Linked DNA regions of Ovis aries: region 2 is linked to region 1. Evidence: chromatin contacts called from public Hi-C data. All regions are on one chromosome and are shown on one strand. The core of a region is the stretch at or near the end of the contact, and the rest is flanking DNA. Distances in the headings are between cores, read along the strand shown. Region 1 holds the start of ABHD11 (abhydrolase domain containing 11). Region 2 overlaps FKBP6 (FKBP prolyl isomerase family member 6 (inactive)).

Region 1 (7,183 bases), core at 2,017-4,516:
CCCTGCCCGGAGGCAGATGGTCAAGGGCTGAGGGCCAGGTTCAGATTACCCAGTTAGACAGCAGGCTGGGGTGGGGTGGAGACTCACTTGAAACCACCTTTGAAATGTTACGCTTCTGAATCACCAACATGACGTCAACCCCCTTCCCATTTACCCACCAATTCTAGAAAAACATCCTTCCTGTTCTCCTCCAAGGACCCCTCCCAGACCTTAGGCCAACCCCCTCTCTAGGGCGCAGATGTTCTCCTCACTCCCCTAATGACTATGCTGGCAACAAATGATTACACCACCTGGTGTGTTTAGAGTCCCCAGTGACCTCAGAGCCCTCCTCAGATTAGAACAAAACACCTGCCTGTCACCAGCTGGCTCAAGATGGGGGCCACTTTATTAGGCAAGGCATTGATGAGGCCATGTAATTAGGATGCTTGAAACTGTACTGACTCCAACAGGCTTGTCCTAAGGAGGTGGGGAGAAGCCAGTGTAACCCTGGCTGACCCAGGTACCATGTCCTGGAAGGGGTGACCTAGCCACCAGCTGAACTGACACCTAAGCCTCAGCTAGTGTAACTGACTCTCTCCATGATCATTAAGTAAAATTACTATTGCTCTTTGCACCAGATGAACAAAACATAACCTGGGGCTTCCAGGAACCCCCAGCCTATGGTAGACAAATAGAAGGCCAGACTCTTGACAAATGCTTTGAGAACATGGGGTGGAAGAGATTAGTTTCAACTGGGGAAATCTGGAGAGGTTTGAGAAAGAGGTGGCAGTTATCCTGGACCTTAAAAGATATGTAGGATGGCCAACTGGCTATTTGGATGGTGGCACAGCACTGAAAGTGGGAGAAGGGGATGACAGAGGACGAGGTGGTTGGATGGCATCACCGACCCAATGGACATGAGTTTGAGCAAGTTCCGGGAGACAGTGAAGGACAGAGAAGCCCGGTGTGCTGCAGTCCACAGGGTCGCAAAGAGTCAGACACGACTGAGCGACTGAAAAACAACACAGCATCCCAGTGGGAAGTAGTAGGGGTTGTTTTAGCCACATGTTCCGGGAAACAAGCTCACTCAGGACAATGCAGATAGCGGAGTGCAGCTTATTACACCGGCGGGCCCAAGGTAGAGTCATCTCTTAATCAAGGATCCCAACCAGTTTTTGTGAAAACCTTATATACCCTAAGTGTGCATGCCCAAACCCACCTCCCCAAATTCCCTGAAACTAGTCTGAACAAAGGAAGAGAAAGATACAAAGCTAACCCGTGATTCATATGCCTTAAGCCTAGGTAGTTAACAGTGGACACTTACCAATAGACCTGTGGTCATATACCAATAAGCATAATTAAATTTATGATTCTATTTGGTTACACAGATAATTAGGGTATTCTTTTAGGCAATGGAGAGTCTAGGTATGAGCCCTGGGGTTCTTCCATCCTGCGGGGGGCCCCTGGTTTTCCAGTTGGTATGTCGTTTCTATAGATACTGGGCATAGAGCTTAAAGTCCACAGTCCGGCCCAAGATGGAGTCCTGCTTTCAAGATGAAGCCTGTTCTGTCTGTTCCCTCCTTCAGGGTAAGGACCTGAAAGGAGGTGTGTAGTGTAGTCTTTGGGGGTGCCTGGTTGGTCTGCACCACGTGCCTTATAGGCGCTTAGTTCCTCAACAGAAATTGACTCAGGATCCTCAGCAGTGAGAACGCAGAGTCCTAACCACTGGACCACCAGGGAATTCCCCTTGATGTTTGTTTGTTTTTAAACAGATAAGCTATTTATTTATTTGGCTGTCTTTGGTCTTAGTTGTAGCATGCAGGATCATATATATATATAATTTCATTTGCTTGTTTTCGGCTGTGCTGGGTCTTCGTTGCTGCGTGAGCTTTTCTCTAGTTGCGGCGAGCAGGGGCTACACTTTGTGGCAGCTCAAGGGCCTCTCATTGTGGTGGCTTCTTGTGTTGCAGCTCCTGGGCTCTAGGACACAGGCTCAATAGTTACAGCGCAGGGGACCAGTTACTCAGTAAAATGTGGGATCTTCCCAGACCAAGGATAAGACCGGCATCTCCTGCATTGCAGGCAGAGATTCTCCACCACTGAGCCACTAGGGAAGCCCATGCAGAATCTTTGTTGCAGCATGTGGGATCTAGTTCCCTGACCAGGTGCCAAACCCAGGCCCCTGCATCGGGAGCACGGAACCTTAGCCACTGGACCACCAAGGAAGTCCCTCCCCTGATGGTTTCTGAGCAGAATGCCTTAGAAAGAGCAGCTACTCTTGTAACTGCTGAAGGCTCGACTGCTGCGGAAGCCAGCTGAGACTTGAGACGTCGCCACTGCCACCATTAGCCCAGACAAGGAAGAGAACATGGCAGCCCGTCAGGGTTCCAAAAACGGGATGACATCCCTGCACGATGTGCTGAGCGGATGGGAGGATTATTTTTAATATTTAATATTTCTCTGCTGATAAATGGGGGGCGTGGTGAGCACAGCTGAACCCAATACAGCTCAGTGCACTAAGCAAATACCCTCTCTAGTACAAACAACTGGCCTCCCACCTTGACTCGCAGACCGGAGAGTCCGGTTCCACAGCTTGTGAAAGTTATTTGCCTCGGTTTCCCCATCTGTAAAGGGCGGGGAGGCAGGCAGGTTGGCAGGTTGGAGACGACCTCTAGAGTCTCTCCAAGCTCCTTCTAGAGTCGACTTCAAGATTAGTGAGGGGTGTTCTGCTCCTTCTGGCCTGCCTGGGCCCGCGGCAGTGGAGCACGGCGCCTCCAAGCTGGCGTCTCGGTGAGGGGAGCCACTCCTGCCGCCCCCCGCCGCACAGAAAACACCGCACCTACCCAAGGCGGCGCTAGAGGGCAGAGGAGCAGGCCGCAGATGGGCCAGGCAGGGACTTCAGCGGCTTGCCAAGGATCTGCCCCGTGGCCAGAGTTCAAGCCCAAACCCGTGACTACATCCTGAGCGACCGAGACCAGACTCCGAAACGAAAGCTCCAATTCTCGGCAGAGGTTCTCCACTTGGGAGGAGCCGGTGGGAGCTTAGCCGGGTAGGGTCAGAGTGTTGGATGGCTCCGCCCGGAGCGTGGCCAGGGGCGGGGAATCTCGCCTGTGGGCGTGGCAGCCGCAGGGTTACGTACGGACGCAAGGGGCGGAGCCTAGAAGAGAGACCGGTTTCCGGGATTACGTGAGGAGACGTGAGCGAAGGCGGGGCGCTCTGTGCTAGGGGGCGGGGAGAAGCCGGAGCTCCGGCCGGAATTGGGCGGGGCCCTGAGCGAGGCGGAGCCTAGGGGGCAGCACGAGGTGCGCGCCGGGTAGCAGATCCTGGAGATGCTCCGCTGGACGCGCGCTTGGACGCTCCCCTATAGGGGGATCGGCCCCTCCAGTTCCAGCTTCTCCAGACTGCCTATCGCACCCAGCAGCAGTCAAGGCGGCACCGAGCCGAGGTCAGTCAAGGGCGTCCCCTGGGAGGCCGTCCCTCGCTCCTCCCCCCCTCGCCTCCCCCTACCCTCCCAGTTTGTCCCAGTTGGCTCCGTTTCCTCCGCTTGGGCCCTCCCTCTCCCAGGCCGCTCACTTCCCCTGCCGGCTCAGACCCTTGCCCCACCCTCGATCCTCCCGTCAGACCGGTGCCGCTTTCCTACAAGCTTCTGGACGGCGAGGCAGCTAGCCCGCCCCTTGTCTTTCTGCATGGGCTCTTCGGCAGCAAAGCCAACTTCAACTCCATCGCCAAGGCCCTGGCTCAGCAGACAGGCCGGAGGGTGAGCTTCTGGAGTCGGCGGGGCCCTGAGGGAGGTGGGGTCTGGGTGGGCGGGGCCCTCGAGGAGGCCGAGGTGTGGCCAGCTTCTCTGTCCCTAACGCTTGGGAGAGGCGGGTCTCTCTGATAAGAAATCAAAGAGATTGACCTTCTGAGGATGGAGGACCCAGGCCCACGACGAACCCCATTCATTCCCTGGTGCTTTCACCCACCCAGTCCTTCATTCGTAATATAGATCTCCATCTGTGTGCGCCACCCTGACTTAGCCTCTGCTCTCAGATACCTAGGCACCAACATCCTGCCCACTAAGGGGGCCAGACCCTGCTTGTTCACCAGGGATGACAGGGGCTTTCCACCTCCTGCAGCCGCCCGCCCTGCTGTGCTCCAGCTGTTGCCAGTTCTTGCTGTCTGCTTTCTCTGTAGCTGCCAGCCAGCTAGGCCAAATGTCTGGAGACATGGTCACACACCTTGGGCCTTCTGGCACAGTGGCTCTGGTTCTTCATCTGGGCCTCCAAGGTCTGAGAACGGGGGTCTTCGCAGCATCTGGGCCCTTTCCCCCTTCTGGATCTCCCATACCCCAGGCTCTCCACCTCCCTCAGCCTGCAGATCTTCCAGGCTTTTGGCTCTGCCCTGACTGTGGGTGCCAGCGCTGCCCCCCACCTCCCACTTTCCCAGGTGCTGACAGTGGATGCTCGGAACCATGGTGAGAGCCCCCACAGCCCAGACATGAGCTACGAGGCCATGAGCAAGGATCTGCAAGACCTACTGCCCCAGCTGGGCCTGGTGCCCTGTGTTCTCATTGGCCACAGCATGGGAGGCAGGACCGCCATGCTGCTGGCACTTCAGAGGGTGAGCTGTCCCTCTCCAGGGCTTCCTCCTATCTGTTGTCAACCCTGAGGGCCCAGCAGGCAGCCTGGAACTCCAGCGAGCCTTGGATGGCTGAGTTCCAGATCCAGGAACCTGCCCTAAGGTGCCCAGTCTGCTTCTCTCCTGCAGCCGGAGCTGGTGGAGCGCCTGATTGCCGTGGACATCAGCCCAGTGGAGACCACGTCCAGCTCGAACTTCCCAAACTATGTCGCAGCCATGAGGGCCGTGGACATGGCGAATGAGGCGTCCCTTTCCAGCGCCAGAAAACTGGCCGACGAAAGGCTCCGCTCTGTTATCCAGGTAATGCACGCAAGCCCCTGCGTGGTGTTGTGGGCAGAGGAAGAGTGGCAGCCCCAGGCCTCACACAGAGCCCCCCACCCCGCAACTGCGGGACCCCCACAGAGCGCAAGCATGCGGCAGTTCCTGCTCACCAACCTGGTGGAGGTGGATGGGCGCTTTGTGTGGAGGCTGAACTTGGATGCCTTAGCCCAGCACTTGGACAAGATCTTGGACTTCCCCGCACGACAAGAAACCTACTCTGGGCCAACCCTCTTCCTCCGGGGTGGAAACTCTCAGTTCCTGCCGTAAGTCAGGCTGGGTGGTAGAGACGGGCATACCCGACTCACCCAGCCCCTCAACCTGCCTTGGGGAGGGCTGGGGTGTGAGTAAGGGGTGCCTGAAAACCAGAAACACCACTGGGCACACAGACTCACGTGGCTCTCCCTCTCTCCCCGCTTGGCCTCTGTGTCCCTCCTTCTCTCTCCACTTTCCTCCTGTCATCCCTTCTCGGCTGCCTTCTCTCTGGTGTTCAGTCTCAGCCACTACCCTGAGATTAGGCGGCTGTTCCCTCGGGCCCAGATGCAGACCGTGCCGAACGCTAGCCACTGGGTCCACAGCGACCGCCCGCAGGACTTCATGGCGGCAGTCCAAGGCTTCCTGGCCTAAGGGTTGCTGGCCAGAGGGGACGTGAAACCCCAGGCGTCAAGGCTCTGCGTGCTGCTCCTTGTTTCTGTACAGAAGCACTCAGGTGGGCACTCCAAGGGCACGTGGGTGCAGAAGGGGTCAGACCTCAAACTTTAATGAATAAAGACACTCCTCCCAAGGTCTTGGGCTGAGCTTTCTCACCGCCAGCGTCCCCACCGACTCAGGGGGAATCGGATCCAGTGGGTCCTGACAGTTCCAGGGTCCACGGGGGCTCCCGGAGCATCCCGGGACTCTCTCTGCAGCTGACTCTCAACCTGCTGCCTCACCAGCCGTTGCATGTCCTCCTGGGGGCCAGGAGAGCAGGGTCAGGGGCCAGGCTTGTGCTTGTCTGGCCCTGCCTCCCAGGCCCGGCTGGCAAGCCCACCTTACCTCCCAGGCCTCCACCTCCTGCCTCAGTCTCAGCTTCTCCTCCAGAACTTCCAGCAGCTGGGCCTCCACAGCACGCAGCTTGGCTCTGCACGTGTCCAGCTCAGCCTCCACGGCCCGCTTCCTGAGCGGGGCAGAGAGCAGCCTGAGGCTCAGGCCCTGCAGACGTGATTCTGGGCCCTGGGGGTGGACCAGTGTGGCCACAGCCCCCTGCCTTGAGACAGTATTCCTACAAGTATCTATGCAGCTTTCCTCCCAGGAATGCCCGACTTCCCTGCTTCCTCCTGGCAGGACAGAGCCTCAATGGGGAGCCATCCACCACCCTCCCAACCCCCGCAAGCAGCTGCCTCTCACTTGGCGATAGCGTCATCTCGCTCCCGGAGGACCTGGTCCAGCGAAGGCTCTGTCTGGGTGTCCCCCAGTGCTCCAGCCGCTTGGGATTCCGGGCTCTGCAGTCGGGTGACAGAGGAGGGAGCAGGGGTTTCTGGGTCTTGCCTGGATGAGGTGCCCCATTTGGCCCTTCCATCCTGACCTTGATCCTGATACCAGTGTCAGGAGGGGAAGGGTCTGAGACACTCTGCACCTGCCCACCAGTGCCCCAGCCTCTGCTTCCTGCTGAGGGGATAGTAGGTGTGGCCCCCTTCCCACCTTACAGGGAGCAGAGGGGGCAAGGTGTTTGGACCCCCAGGGAGGAAAGGCATTCTTACCCGATCCCCAGGAAAGGGACGAAGTGGCTTCAGAAGGACAACTTACCCCTCTAGGGCCCCAGACTGAGAGGGTGGCCTGGCGACTGGGACTCTTGTCAGCGGGGTGGAGCAGGCGGAGGACATGGCCCTTTGCCCTTCCTTCCTGTCCAGGCACTCCCTGTCAGGCCCCACCCCCAGCCCGCTGGCCATGCCCTTGTCTCCCCTCCTGGAACCCTCTGGCCAGACCCAGCTTTCTCAGCCCCTTCCTTGCCCAGTCATCCATGCCCTGCACCGCAAGGGGGCGCTCCACTCACGTCAGGAGATGAGAAAGGAGCGTGAGCGCCTGTGTTCAGTGACTAAGTCCTGTCAGACTCTGTGCCCCTCTGGACTGCAGCACGCAGGCTCCTCTGTCCGTGGGATTCTCCAGGCACGAATACTGGAGTGGCTTGCCATTTCCTCCTCCAGGGGATCTTCCTGACCCGGGGATCAAACTCACGTCTCCTGCAGCTCCTGCAATGACAGACAGATTCTTCACCACTGAGCCACCT
Region 2 (7,183 bases), core at 1,251-3,750, 240 kb after region 1:
TTGTCTGACCTGGGTTTATTTTTTTCCCATCAAGGGTCCTTGAACTAGACTCCTCAATACAGCCAGCCCAGACAGACCTATCCTGCATTAACTTTCTGACTTGTCCATAAGGATTTCATGATGTATGTGAACATAGGTCCTAAGTGAGCTCCATTTATTCCTTCTACAAAGCGAGGATCTTATTTCTCTGTGCTGGGGAATGGAGGACCACAGTCAGGTAACCTCCCGTCCCTGCCCTGGAAGCTCAAAACCTTGGGGAAGTCAGGTCAGACCATCTGGTTACTGTGAGGTATTGGGAACCAAGGGTTTGGGTACCTTGGAGGCAGCTATGTCCATCTAGGTGGTCAGGGAAGGCTGCCTGGAGGAGGTAGCCTTTTTTTCCTCTCGCTCCAGGTTTATGCATATAACTATCTTGTTTCTTGTATAAAAAAATTAAAATGATTTTTTAAAATATGAGAAGTATTTTAATACCAAGAAAAGAGGAAGGTTTGTGATTTTTATTTAACAGACGAGGGGCAGAGAAGTTTACTCTTATGCTGAATGGCCCATTTCCCATGATTGTTGGGCCGACCATCGGTTTGCTGGGGCACACGCCCTGCCTCTTTGTGAGCCTTGGCGGCTTCCACTCAGGATGCTGTCTTAAGCTTTGGAAGAGGAGTCGAAATGCGGTCTGATCTGACAGCAACACACAGCGGGGCACAATGTGGGTCGCTGTGAACACTGAGGAACTGCAGGTGGCAGCCTGGCCGGAAGGCAGGGTGCCTGGCAGGGAGTGGCTGGAGGTAGGCCAGGCCTCCTGTGCTAAATTAGGGAGTTTGAACTTTATCTCAAAGGATACTGGGAGCTACTGAAGCATTTAAGCTGGAGCAGGACACGGCGAGCAGGTGGAGGAGGTCTGGAGACTAGGACTGGAGGCCGGGGGAAGGGTGTCCAGTGAGCAAGGAGAGAAGCCATGACCTCTGACCCAGGCAGGGCAGAGACACGGAGCACAAGGGGTTGACACAGGGACACTCAGGAGGCAGGGGATAAGGCTGAGCAGGAGGAGGGTGGGCAGCAGCCCCGAGGGTCTGGCTCAGGCCCGGGGTAGGGGGAGCAGCCTGAGGGACACGACTTCCACATCCTTGTGCCAAGGATCTCGGGAGTCCCGCGGGAGTCCCTCCAGCACAAGCCCCGGCAGCGGGACTGGGAGTCAGGCAAGCCTCCTCCAGGAGATGATGACTCTGGTGCATCTCCACCCACTTACCCATCTCACAGCTCTCCTCCGGAGGTTCTCAGAACCCAGCTCAGGTCCCGCGCTGGGAACTTGGATTCCGGTTGCTTGGGCTTCCCGAGAGCACCCAGCTCGGTCACTGCACAGACACTGAGTCGCCAAGCAGGACTAAGTGCAGGGCTCTCTCTGGGGCCTGAGACCTTTCTCTGGAATCCACCTTTTTCAAACTGGCCGTCTGTCTGGAACCTGTCTCCTGGTACTGTTCTTGTTTCCTGACATTTCTCAAAGAGCAGCCTTGAAGCCCCCCCATTCCCACCCAAGTCAATTCCCCTTTTGGTTGGTGGATTTTCTGGGTCCGACTCTTCTCCCTAGAAGGGTGTTCCTCCCTCTTCTGAGCATCAGTGAGGGTGTGCTGCTGGGAGGGGGCTGGTATAGGGGGCTGAGGGGGACGTGATCTGACTCAGGTCCTTCCCCACAGGCAGCTGCACTTTTAGTCTGAAGGGCTGTGAAGAAAACCACATTTGTAAGAAAAACATTTTTGGCTTAGTACACTATATCATATTGCATTATTATCTATCTGCACACACACACACACACACATTTCTGCTTAACTGATGCTCTGGATTAAGTGCGACTACTCATCATTATTAGGTCATTCATCGTGACTGGGTTGACCAAAGCGATCAAGGTGAGCTTAACGAGGTCGAGAGAGCAGCAGCCAAGAGCCCAGCCTGGCTCCTGAGATCCAGAGAGAACAGGCGTCTTTGGGGTGCTGGTCACCTGGGGAGGGGCCTGCTGGGCTCCCCAAGGCCTACAGGAGGGTCTGATTTCTCAGCCAACACACACACACACTCTGCTGGCCCCAGGCCATCTGTCTGCCCACATGACATAAATGCAAAGACGTCTTTTCTCAGACGGGCACGCGGGTCCCCTCGGGGCTGCAGCCCCTGCTGCGCTCCTGGCTGGCTGGAGCGGGTCCCTTAGTCTCCCTTGTCACAACTCACCGGCCTGCAGAACCTCTCCCTCTAGGCTGAGAACTAACCACACTTGACATCTTTTCCTCTTAAAGAAAGGCAGGGGCCCAGGAACTAAGGCAATGCCCAGCACAGACCAGTCTCTGAACAGCTGGGCTGGGTGAAGCAGCTCGGGCGAGAGAGAGGCAGAGAGCCGTCCCAAAGGTCACCACCCCGCCCAGGCTGGGGCACCTGCAGCAGCCCAGGCAGGTGGGCCGCGGTTTCTGTGGGCCGCAGGGCTCGCTGGGAAGCATAGAGCGGGTTATGTCGCCACCTATCGCCCAGTTTGCTCAGCAAAAGTCAGCCAGGGCTCCGGGCCTTGTCTCTAACGGAAAAACCCTCAGACCCTGTTCAGAAGACAGCAACCAGCCTGCGGGCGTGGGGAGCGGGGAGGTCTCTGAGCATGTGGCAGGACAGGCTGCCCTCTCAGTTAGGAGCACTCCAGCTCGGCCCTCACCGCGTGACCCAGGCCCAGACCTTCCTCCCTGGGCTCGGGCCATGGCTCTGAATGAGACGGTGAGGGTCGGGTGGGGAGAGCAAGGCTCACAGAGGAGGACTGAGCACCAGGGCTGGGTGGGGACAGCCAAGCCCTTTGGGAGCCAGAGGCCTGTCCAAACCAGCCCCGCTGTCCCATGATGGGGAGAAGTGGCCCTGACTCAGAAGAGCCCTGGGGCAGTGTCAAAGTCCCTCGAGGCCAGTTTGTTCCTTCCTGGTCAGGGCAGGGCCATTGCTCACCTCCCAGACTCATACCAAGAATGAGCAGCAGCAATGAGGTGAGGGCCCCGGGCGGACCCTCAGGTGGCAGCTATCACCACCCAGCACCACACTGTCCAAGACACCGCGGGGAGGCTGGCTTTGTAACACCTCAACACACACATTTTTGCAAGACTCACCGTCCACAACAGTGCAGGAGGACTGGCTGGCTCCCAGGTTTCCAATTAACTCTCTTGAAACAGCTCCCCATAGAAGGGAGCAGATTTCAAGGGAACCCCAATGCAAAAGCACACGCATTTACCCTCAGGTCACAAAGAACTGCTGTGGCTCCAGAGAACAAACCCAACCCGCACTCTCACTGGCCCAACTGGTCTCAGTGAATAGCTGTCCCTCTACTCAACACAAGTTACACTGGATCTTGCAAAGACAAGGAAGTGTTTTATTTACTTACAACAAAAAAACATCTGTAACATAATTCTCCCTTTTCAAAGCTAAGAGCCCTACAAAATACACAAAGCAATCCCTATTTGTATTCACCCAGGGACGAGAGCAGCAGGAAGGGGGCTGGGACTGGGGAAGAGCCAAGGACTAATTCTATTTGGAAAAACAAGCAATTGCCTTAAAAATAGCTTTGTCCTACTTGTCAGCAGCTGCCCTTTCACCTCCTCTGCGTGAAGACGTGAAACAGAAAGCAGCAGCTGTGAAAACACTCCAGCAGCATCAGTCAAGACAGGGCCGTGGCCTTGGACTGCAGAAACTCAGCCCCTCTTCCAAGCAGGTCGTGCACACAGTCTGCCCCGAGGAGATCCTTCCGGAAAGCGCTCTGCCCACCTCGCATAATGATGGAGAACTCCAGGCAGCTTCTCTTGCTTGTTATTAGCTGCGAAATCTAGGAATCAAACACAGCAGTTAGAAACACAGTGGGACTCAGCTGTCCCAGAGGGCGCCAGAGCCAGTTCCAGGTCTGAGTCCAGACAGGAACCAGGGACAGACAGATGCCCCTAGGGGGCAAGGGCCCTAAGGGGTGGGTCCTGGGAAATGGTGGCCTGTCAATAAGGTGGCTTTGAAACTTCAAGAACATCACCTCAGAAAATCAGAACATAAGGGCCCCTGAGACCATCTAGTTCAATTTTACTGTTCAGATGAAGCCCCCAAATAGATGACTAACTCCTGAGTGTGGGCAGAGCTCTCCTCATTGGTCCATCTCGATTGTTCCACAAGGGCTACACATCCTCAACCACTCGAGGATGTCAAAAGCACTCCCAAAGGGCCAAACGTACAAGCGGCTGCTTTCAGGGGGACACATGGGCGGCACTGACCACTAGGGATGTAACCAGACAAGACGCCTGGACAGGCCTCACCCGGAAGCTCCACAGGATAGCTGGCTTCGCCACGGAGGCCGGTAACTCGGGCGCTGACGGCAGGGACCCGGTGTGGTAGTCTACCCAGAGCCGGGGGGTCCAAGTGGGCTCCCGGCTCCACTATTTCTGGCTCTGTGACCCTGGGCCAGCTGTACCCCTTGCTTCCTCACCTGTCAAACACTCCTACAGGATATACTTCACTGAGCTGTCGCAAGACCAGTACGACCTCGACTGAAGGTGGGAACACAACGAAAGCTGGCGGGACAACCCACTGAGGGCTCTGCAGCCACTGCCTCCCCAGCTGGGCCCAGAACCGTGGGAAATGCTGGGACACAGGGGTGGGCGCTGGCTGACACGCCGGCCCAGCCTGGGGCCCTGGCGCATGTGGGTGTCCAGGGCTGAGGGGCGGGGGTCAGAGTCAAGAACACATCCTTCATTGCCGCCTTGCTGAACAGCAGCTTCAGGGTGGGGGAGAGACACCTGCCTGAGACAGCCCCCTCAACCCAAGCCCTGGGAGAAGCAGGTGGCCAGTGCAGGCAGCAGAGGAGGCCAGTGCTTTCTGAGGATGCCCATCTTGCTGCTCACTTAAATCTACCACGAAGAGTGCTTTTCTGTGCCTCTAAGTGCTGTGGCACTCTGCTGGCTAAGCCTGCTTGGCTGCCCTTTATAGTACATTACAGAAAAACATGACACCAGTGAAATGCAACTGACACACCTCCTGGGACGTTCTTCAGTGGGATAGAGAGATAAACCAAAACACATAACTACTGTGAAGAAAAATCATCAGGCTATGGGGACACAGAAGGACGTCAGTTGTTATTTAACATAAAGTAACCGCAAAGACCTCTCCAAGGAGGCGACATTTAAGTAGACCGAGCTCTGAACAGTCAGAAGGTCTTTCCCGCTTGGAGGAAGGTCAGTGCAAAGGCCCAGAGTCAAGAACATGACTGGAGAGCGTGACAGGTACCAGGTCTGTGTGGGCAAAGTGGAGTGAGCACAAGGAAGAAAGCCAGCAAGGGGGCCTGTCACGCGGGCCACAGAGGCACTGAGAGGGCTTCAGGCTCACTCTCCCCAGTGGAGGTCACTGGAGCTTCTGAGCAGGGAACTGCCTCTTTAGGGATGAGTCTGGCTGCTCTGTGGAAGAGACTGCGGGGCTGAAGAACCAGTCAGAAGAGTAGCCCCTTCACCTGTGCCAGCGCTCATCATGCAACCCAAGGAAAACCGAGGACTCCTGTTAACCTATGAAGAGCAAATGCAGCTTCTTTTGGCCTCCAATTCTCCTACTCAGCTTACAGGTCTTTCATTACAGAATGTCCCATGACTGTGTCTGCTTAGGGAAGGAATATGCTCTTTTGTGTTAAAGGCACTCAGTCCTCTCCCAAAGCAACCAACTAAAAATGCACAATATTTCTATCCCTACTGCAAAGATTCAACATTATAAACCACAATAAGAGGCCAAAGGGTCAAAAAAGCTTATCTTTGTGACAGGAAGGCATTTGATAACAATCGTTCCTGACAGAAACTTGAGTATAAAAGCATTTCCTTAGCATGACAGAAAGGAGACTGTATCTTCACTGAAAGCCTGGATCATGCTGAGCAGCATAGCAGCAACAGGCCCACCCACCATGGTCTCGCAAGATGTGGTGCTGAGCCGTCCGTCACCACCATCTAACACTATTCTGGAAGTGCTCAGCCCACAGGCGGAGACGGGCTCTGAATAAGAGAAGGTGGGAAACAGAGGACAAAGTTACCATTACTTGAATGACGATCGTATGCCTAGAGTATCCAGGGAAGCAACCGACATTTTACTATCAACAAAACAAAACAAACAAACAAAAAAACCCCAAACCTGAAAAACTCAGAAAGAGAAACAGGCAATTTATAGAAAGGATACTTGAACATCTGAAAAGATGCCTGATCACGGACATGTCAACACTAATAACAAGATCTCATTTTGGATGCGCCAAACTGGCAAAGATTAAGGCATCTAATAAAACTGACGATGGCAAAGCCAAATAATGGAATCTCAACAGCACCAAAGGGGATATAAGCTGGTACAGAAGCTTGAGAGGTCACTTTAGTGACTCCTGGATCAGCTGAAGTTACACATGTATCACCCAGTGACATGACATTTAAACAAACACCATAGAAAACTGAGGGGATATCCATGTCATCTGTCTGTCTGCCTATCAATCACTGCTAGGAAGATGAGGATTCCCTCGTAGGATGGAATGCCGCTGAGTTGTTTTCTTAAACTGAGGCAGCTCTTTGTATGTTAACCTAGAAAACATCCAAACTGCATTATGGTACGAAATGTATACTTCTATTTGTGTGGAAGATTACACAGACACCCATAATCCTGAATATTCACAGAAATGCTTTGGGAAGGACACATAAGAAACGTCAGTGGTTACCTCTAGAAAACAGGTTTGGGGACAGGGAGCTTTTATTCTCCACCTTCTGGGTTAAAACCGTAAGCACATAGCATTTTTATAATTTAAATTAAAATACTGACAAAAAGTTACAGGGCGGGAGGATGGTAGAAGAAACGGAACAGCAGAATGCTGATAACCACACTGTCATGCTATTCTTTCTAAATCTGAATAGGTTTGAAAATATCCATAATAAAAAGTTTAATCATCATCAATGAAAACAAAAACTCAATCCAGTCTGTGTCCCATGGACTGACTGTAGAAATAAGCCCTGTGTTCAACATTTACACAGCACAAACGTGCGCCTAAAGGTGCAGATGGGCAAGCAGAATGTCCAAGATCAGATACTGGGGCTTGTGAAGTTCAGTGAACAGAATTTTCAATTTGAAACTAATAAAAAGGGATGCTTAGGCATGAACGAAAATGCATCAAAATAAAAAAGTTCACATTTCA

What was found. Hi-C and Micro-C count contacts between places; a contact is called where the count stands out from the background.
Region 2: a contact with region 1 is called in a Hi-C map of liver, with 7 times the contacts expected there. The contact joins the enhancer-like site here to the promoter of ABHD11 in region 1. A contact is called at or near these places in 4 of 16 Hi-C or Micro-C datasets (blood, liver, mixed tissues and 1 more).

What each region holds. Positions count from the first base shown.
Region 1 is chr24:33,991,559-33,998,741 of ARS-UI_Ramb_v3.0, forward strand. ABHD11 (abhydrolase domain containing 11) reads left to right here and starts at 3,267. Exons shown (of 5, transcript XM_027961310.2): 1 at 3,267-3,424; 2 at 3,544-3,736; 3 at 4,729-4,899; 4 at 5,002-5,183; 5 at 5,412-5,701. The coding sequence starts at 3,309. The coding sequence ends at 5,544. It overlaps LOC105607861 (BICD family-like cargo adapter 1), which reads right to left. Exons shown (of 5, transcript XM_042240132.1): 2 at 6,703-6,798; 3 at 6,304-6,398; 4 at 5,953-6,073; 5 at 5,651-5,867. The coding sequence ends at 5,721.
Region 2 is chr24:34,235,556-34,242,738 of ARS-UI_Ramb_v3.0, forward strand. FKBP6 (FKBP prolyl isomerase family member 6 (inactive)) reads right to left here. Exons shown (of 9, transcript XM_042240153.2): 9 at 3,356-3,826. Among named protein-coding and RNA genes, the nearest start is that of FKBP6, 22 kb to the right of the region's middle. Within about 2 kb of position 2,501, at least 22 of the 54 cell types and tissues checked have an H3K27ac peak or open chromatin away from gene starts, as enhancers often do. A contact at or near this core is called in liver, where this site is marked.